Regions from separate parts of the Mus musculus genome. Here region 2 is linked to region 1. A link is a contact called in public promoter capture Hi-C data. All regions are on one chromosome and are shown on one strand. The core of a region is the stretch at or near the end of the contact, and the rest is flanking DNA. Distances in the headings are between cores, read along the strand shown.

What was found. Promoter capture Hi-C pulls out the DNA fragments that hold promoters and counts their contacts.
Region 2: a contact with region 1 is called in a promoter capture Hi-C map of the HPC-7 cell line. The contact joins two enhancer-like sites. A contact is called at or near these places in 10 of 39 promoter capture datasets (the C10 cell line, the HPC-7 cell line, cranial neural crest and 5 more), 2 of 484 Hi-C or Micro-C datasets (the AtT-20 cell line and the HPC-7 cell line) and 1 of 115 datasets of contacts at active chromatin or transcription factors (fibro-adipogenic progenitors).

The regions. Positions count from the first base shown.
Region 1 is chr4:11,719,814-11,723,240 of GRCm38.p6, reverse strand. No RefSeq gene overlaps it. Among named protein-coding and RNA genes, the nearest start is that of Gem, 17 kb to the right of the region's middle. Within about 2 kb of position 1,695, at least 100 of the 459 cell types and tissues checked have an H3K27ac peak or open chromatin away from gene starts, as enhancers often do. A contact at or near this core is called in the HPC-7 cell line, where this site is marked.
Region 2 is chr4:12,022,124-12,025,550 of GRCm38.p6, reverse strand. No RefSeq gene overlaps it. Among named protein-coding and RNA genes, the nearest start is that of Gm46844, 9.9 kb to the right of the region's middle. Within about 2 kb of position 1,665, at least 11 of the 459 cell types and tissues checked have an H3K27ac peak or open chromatin away from gene starts, as enhancers often do. A contact at or near this core is called in the HPC-7 cell line, where this site is marked.

The DNA.
Region 1 (3,427 bases), core at 446-2,945:
TCCCAGGATTTGGAGGCTAAGGGAAGAGGGAAGGGGGTTAAGGAAAGACTGAACCCCATGGCTAGACTCTCTAAAAATTAAAAAAAGTCACAGGGCGAGGAGGCAGCTAGCTATCCACTCAGGTGAGCTGCCTGAAGCGCTAAAACTCATAGATGCCAGAAGTGGGATGGAGGTTTCCCAGGCTGCAAACGGCATTCTAACCCTGGTACAGGCTGGATGACAGAAACTGGATACGGATGGTGTAATGTCTGCAGGGCCCTGAACATACCTAAGGTGAAGAACTGTGCTCTTAGAGTGGTAACTGTCACTTCAGGCACATCTTGAATATATTTGCTACTGTTTGTTTGAGAGTGTTTGTTATACAAGCACACAGAGGATGTTGATCAAATCCATCCCCTGCTCTCTTTCCTCCCACTCCTTCTGCTCCCCTGCTACTATATTTCCATCCCAGCTATAAGCACTCACAAGTCAGTGGCAGAGTGGTTGCCAAGCATGCACGGGACCCTGGATTCAAACCCAGTACATAGTTGACCACAGACTCCTCTTTCGTTGAAATTGACATGAGCTGAGAGCAAATGGCCTGAGAACACACTCTTAGAAAATCTGACGTGTGACACCGCACCTGAACCTTCAGGGATCCTGAGCTCAGTAGAGTAAGGCTTGTGCTGGAGAGAAGACCGATGGGATAGTCACGACAGGAAGATGGCGGCCTCTGTGAAGTGTGTGTGTGTGGGGGGGGGGGAACTGGAGGAAAGCTCAAGAACCAGCCGTAGCGGGAAAGGTTTCTGTGTCCACCTCAGGCAACCAAGAGCAGAGCGGAAGTGCAGCTCAGGGGTGGAACCCGTCAGTATATGAGGCCTGGCACTCACTCTCCAACACCACGGGCACCTACGAGGTACTCCTGGGTGATGCAGGGATTAAGGCTATCCTTCTCTTGGAAGTTCAGAAGCATAGGCACAAGATTATAGACAAGAGGCCTTTGTCAATACTGCCCCTACTCATGCTCCCAGGAGGTGGAGGCTGCTAGCCTGCAGTATGGCTAGCCGCCATCTTGTTCCCGTGCAGTGCACAGACTACATCACCATCTCAGGACTTCCTAGAGGCTTCTTGAATTTTTCAACCTGTTCTCAGTTGCGGGGGTTGGGGGGAACATCTTTGGCCAAGGAGTGTGTTCTCTGGGAAATCCAGAGAACAGAAGTATAAAGAATAGAGAACTTATTCAATGTATGTAGTTAATTTCTTCATTAAGATGTAATAATCTGGTTGAAGGAGGCTAAAACAGGCTAGGCAGATGGTTCAGTCAGTGAAGTGCTTGCCAAAAAACCACGTAGGTCTGTGTTTGGATCTCTAGCACCCACCCTTTCCAAGAAAGCACATGTCTGCAACCTCAGCTTGTGGGGTAAGCAGAAAGAGGGACGTCCTAGGTGTCACTGGCTGGCTGCTCAGGTTCAAGTTCAGTGAGACACTGTCTCAAAAGAGGGTGGAGGATGATTAAGGAAGATACTTCATATCAAAGCACATGGGCACAAACACACACACACACACACACACACACACACACACACACACACAAGAAAACAAGAACGTGGAAGGTACTCCTTACAGCCAGGATGCAGCTGCATTTTAGCACCTTCCCCTTTCAGCTATCTTTCCTGACCATGTCAGTCAGCCTGCTTCCGCTTCTGTGGCAAACATCTTGCCTTACTCACAGTTTTGACCAGAAACACCTTCGAGGCCCCCGGGGCCCATTTGTGTATGGTGTGGAGAACTGTTCTTCTCACAAGCAGGGGAATGAACCAGTTCACCCTCAAACTGGGGTTTGTAATCAGTCAAAGATCTTTATCTGCATCACCAAAAATAGAGTGCTAATTGACAGTCTGTACAGAGGCTCTCAAAGGCATAACAAAGGAAATCAAATTAAGAGTTCCCTCCCTCAGCTGCCAGAAGAGATGGCACTGGCACTGTCCCAACAGCTAATGTTTCTAACTCACTTTAAATATTCTGAAGAACAGTGATCAAGGCCGGTGCAATGTAAGCAAAAAAAAAAAAAAAAAAAAAAAAACAGAAAAGTGTTGGTCTCTATGCTGAACGGTGCTAGGTAAGCTGAAGGTGGACATCAAGAGAACCACAAAACCCAAAGGTCTCCCCCCCCCCCCATGCAACTGGGGTGCCTGGAATCTCCCTTAAACATCATCAAAGTAACTGAAGTGCAGACAAGCTCAGGGCCAGCTCATGCGCACAGCACGTTAATGATCCTGTAGGGACCAAGATACCCACTCTTTATCCCTTATCCCAGTCTGTCATCTTAAAAACCCTCTGGAGTCTTAAACCCTTGTTCTTTTGTGTTGAGAGGGTTTAAGAGTCCATTCATAGCTAGCAAAACCAGGGCCAGGATCTAAGACTTCCTACTCTGAGCCCAGTGTTCTCTGGATATAAAACAAACCCCTTCTCAGATTCTCTAACATAATCCTTTCACCTGACAGAAGCCAGAAACCTGGGACAAGTGAGTTTTGTTAGACATGTGCTAGGAAGAGTGGTCTAGAGAATGTCATATATGTAAGAAGGTTACCAAAGAGCACACCTGCCTGCGGTGTGAATACCCAGGTGATATGGCGGTATACCCTTATCACCTCAGCGATTATCTGAGACCTATAGCTCAGGGTTTTACCTGTAGCAAGTACCACTCAGTGTCAAATTCAGGATAGTTTTCTGTATAAAAAGGAGCAGCGGACCCACAGCCAAGGTCCTCTCAATCTCTAAGTGCGAATCATCTTTGGAGTCAAGAGATCCACATGTGCTGCCATGTGACAGGGCCCAAAATAAACATTAGCCGCTCCCATCCTCATCAACAAAGTCTGTTGGCAATGACTCGGATAATTCACACATGACAGCTAGCATATGCCTCTCAGAGCACCCCTTGCAATGGCAGTGGGGCCCATGTCGGCCGCCTGCCTCCTTGTCTCTCTATTCTTGGATGTTTGCAGTCCTTGTCCAAAGACATCTGGAGGCCCTGGTTTCACTTATTCTTATTTTTCCAACCCAACTGAGGACTCCATTTTCCCAGTTGTTCCTCCTCAAATCCAAGATCCTCACAAGCTGTTTCCAAATATTGAAACACATTATGGCAGGCCACCCGCTCCATCTTATAATCAAGTAGATGAAACACAGAAGGCAGTTGCCTTTGGATTCTTTTAACTAGGATTTCCACTCCTACCTCATTGCTTTGACTGGTCTAGTGTTTACAGAGAAAGAAATAACTACTTTCAAATATGTCTGATTGTGGCTTTTTAGACAAATTAAAGCTGAAGGCTTAAGCTGACTGCCTCCTTACCCTGTTCCATTCCCATGTTCTAATAGTCACACATGTGTACTTCCCTGGTAAATTTGGATGCTCATGTCCCCAGTAGGATACCAGAGCATCATATGA
Region 2 (3,427 bases), core at 416-2,915, 300 kb before region 1:
TCCATTCACACAAACTCTAGACACTGCAGGCACAGAATCGACATCACCCAGCAGTGTGCTGTCTGTTTCCCCAGCTGACCTTCCTTCTGGAAGCTTCCAAACTATCATGGTCTTTTTGGGGGAACTCTCTAGCTTCAACTGCTTGACCTGTCTTCTATCTGTGAACTCGGGTTTCCCCCAGAGGCTGCCATCACTCTGGGAACCAGGCCATGGTTTCTCCATCACCATAGCTTCTTTACTACATGGTCACAACATTTATCACCATGTCAGCCTGAACCTGCTCCATCTGCCCCTCGGCAGGGCTGACACCTTTGTCAGGGCACAGGCGATGCCTGCTTAGGCTGCTCACACTATTACATCTCTAGCATGAGAACCGTATGCAGTAAGGCTTTATATAAGATTAATTTGATATTACCCAATTAACTGATTTTGATAGATTTTTATGCCACATATTTTCCTATGGGGATAAGGAGTGTATGAGAGGGGTTTTGTCTATGTGCTACTGTATAATATGTAAATCCAGTGCCTAGAAGTCTATCACCTTTCTTTCTTTCTTTCTTTCTTTCTTTCTTTCTTTCTTTCTTTCTTTCTTTCTTTCTTTCTTTCTTTTTTTTCTCGAGACAGGGTTTCTCTGTGTAGCGCTGGCTGTCCTGGAACTCACTTTGTAGACCAGGCTGGCCTCGAACTCAGAAATCCGCCTGACTCTGCCTCCCAAGTGCTGGGATTAAAGGCATGCGCCACCACACCCGGCTCTATCACTTTCTTAAAGAGTTTCAGTCCACAGCTTGCCTGTCTGTGGATGGGTGTGTGTGTGTGTGTGTGTGTGTGTGTGTGTGTGTGTGTGTGTGTTGGTTTTTATAGTAAAAGGTTACTATGCCCTTTTTCTGTTTCCTGCATCTCTCATTCAAATATATACACACAGTGCATAAATATCTCTTCATGAAAATATTAAACATTTTCTCAAACTATCTTTCAATGCTGTATCTTTTCCTTGTTTGCTACTCTAAACTCTTTAATTATTTGTTTACATCCCAACCACAGTTTCCCCTCCTTCCTTTCCTCCTAGTCCCTCCCCTCCCATCTCCCTTTTCCCCCAACCTTTCATTTCTCTTCAGAAAAGGGAGGCCTCCCACGGATATCAACCAAACATGGCATATCAAGTTGCAGTAAAACAAGACACCTCCTCTCGTATTAAGGCGATTGAGGCAACCAGACTAAGGAAAAGGTTCCCAAAGACAGGCAAAAGAGTCAGAAAAGAAGGAGTAGCACATGAAGACCGAGCTACACAGCTCTAACATATATATGCAGAGGGCCTAGGTCAGTCTCGTGCAGGCTCCATGATTGTCAGTTCAGCCTCTGTGAGCTCCTATGGACCCAGGTTAGTTGATTCTGTAGGTTTTCTTGTGGTGTCCTTAGCCCCTCTGGCTCCTACAATCCTTCCTGCCTGGCTTCTACAGGATTCTCCAAGCTCCTCTTACTGTTTGTCTGTGGGTCTCTGCATCTGTTTCCATCCGCTGCTAGATGAAACCTCTCTGATGCCAAATGCACCGGGCACCAACCTATTAATATAGCAGAACATCATTAGGAAACTCTTACTGTATACTAACCATTTAAAAGAGCAGTACAGTCCATGAGAATAAGATCTCTATGGTGCATTTACACGTTGTTCTCAGAAGGTGGCACAAGAGAGTCTCCTTGGGCTCCTGGAAAGGCCTACTCTGATGCATCTAGAAGCCCCTCTCCCCGGCCTCCTTTCTCAACTTCTGCCTTTTTATCCCTTGTTATCTCCCTCATTTTCTCTCCTTCCAAGTTCCTCTTCAGACCTGTGGCTCAAATTATGAGATTTCCCATTAATTCTGGTTTGTCCTATAATGGAGCTGGGGAAAGGAAGCAGGAAAGTGGTTCTTCCTAAAATGACCCTTCCCCCATAAGTGTTTGCATATCTCCTCTATTGTGTACCAAGGCACACCCTATTTAGAGAGCAGTAACCCCAAATATGTGATATGTGTTGCCCTTTATTTAAGAAATGCTAATTTGTTTAATTCATAAACTAACACACACACTCTCTCTCCCTCTCTCTCTTTCTCTCTCTCTCTCTCTCTCTCTCTGTGTGTGTGTGTGTGTGTGTGTGTGTGTGTGTGTGTGTGTGTGCGCGCGCACGCAAGCATGCACTTGCATGAATATTGTATGGTATTAGCATGCACATATGTACCTATGTGTGGAGGCTAGTGTCTTCCTCAGTCACTTCCCACCATGTTTTTATGACAGTCTGGGAACTCACTGAGCAATCCCAGGCAGGTTTACAAGCCCCATGGGCCTTGTCTCCTCGGGGCTGGGATTACAGTCACACGATGCCACATTGGCTTCTTATGTGCATGCTCAGCGTCTGAGCTCAGTCCTTATGCTTGCCTCCCAAGCACTTTATCAACTGAGCCATCTTCCCAGTCTCCAATCCACAAGCATTTGATGAGTTTATTTCCTTTAATAAAGTCTGAGAATGACCATTTAGCTAAAACTTTATACTTATATCAATTATATACGAATTGAAAAGGCATATGCATTTTAAAAGATATATTTTTAAGCAGAACAACCTCCTTATCCAGTATTATTAAATGTCGTCGTATTCTACAGAGCCAACTGCTGAAGAGGATAATGGCTGAGGCAGCATATGGATTGGCCAAGCTATCTTCCAGCCTGTGATTTTCTCAGTAACTGGAGACTTGAATCCTCAGAACTACACTTAGCTTCTATTTCTCCTTCTCTTTTCCAATTATTAAACTGAAAACTATTTTTCCACAGTACTTACAGCTTTTGACAGAATTTGTTTCAATCTTCTGGTTTGAGCAGAAATGAGAATTCTTCAAATAGGTACTGAGCATGCCACCACACATTAGCCAGCAGAGACACCCAAAGTGATACTTTTAGATTTCGGACTTGAGCCTTGAAGAAGCTCTTCGCAGGATCCAGCTCATTCTGTTTGAGTGCTTCCTCCCTGGTCCCATTTACTCATAGTGCAGAAAAGCTTATTACAAAGAATTTCTTTGGGTTTTTCCAATTTACCATATACTAATTACAAACCATTTTTTCACTTAATGTATTACATTTTATGTTGTATAGTATACATTCTTTATTGTTATAATAAACTTTATTCCATAGTTGGAAAAAAAAGATGTATTTTAAGTCAGATGACACATACTACCAAATAGCTTTCTGTAAAGTTTGTACCAAATGACATCCCAAACAATAATGTCCAGTAGTGTCCCTCACCATCAAGAATAACTTGTCTAGTAGACTGTAGTATCTCACTGAGGTAATAATGTATATTTCCCTAAAGTATATGTCTTTAAGTAATAGGGAAGTGAGAAGTGGTTTGATCTTGTATATTTTAATAATGAATAATTTCAAAGTGTATATTTCTCTTAGTAAA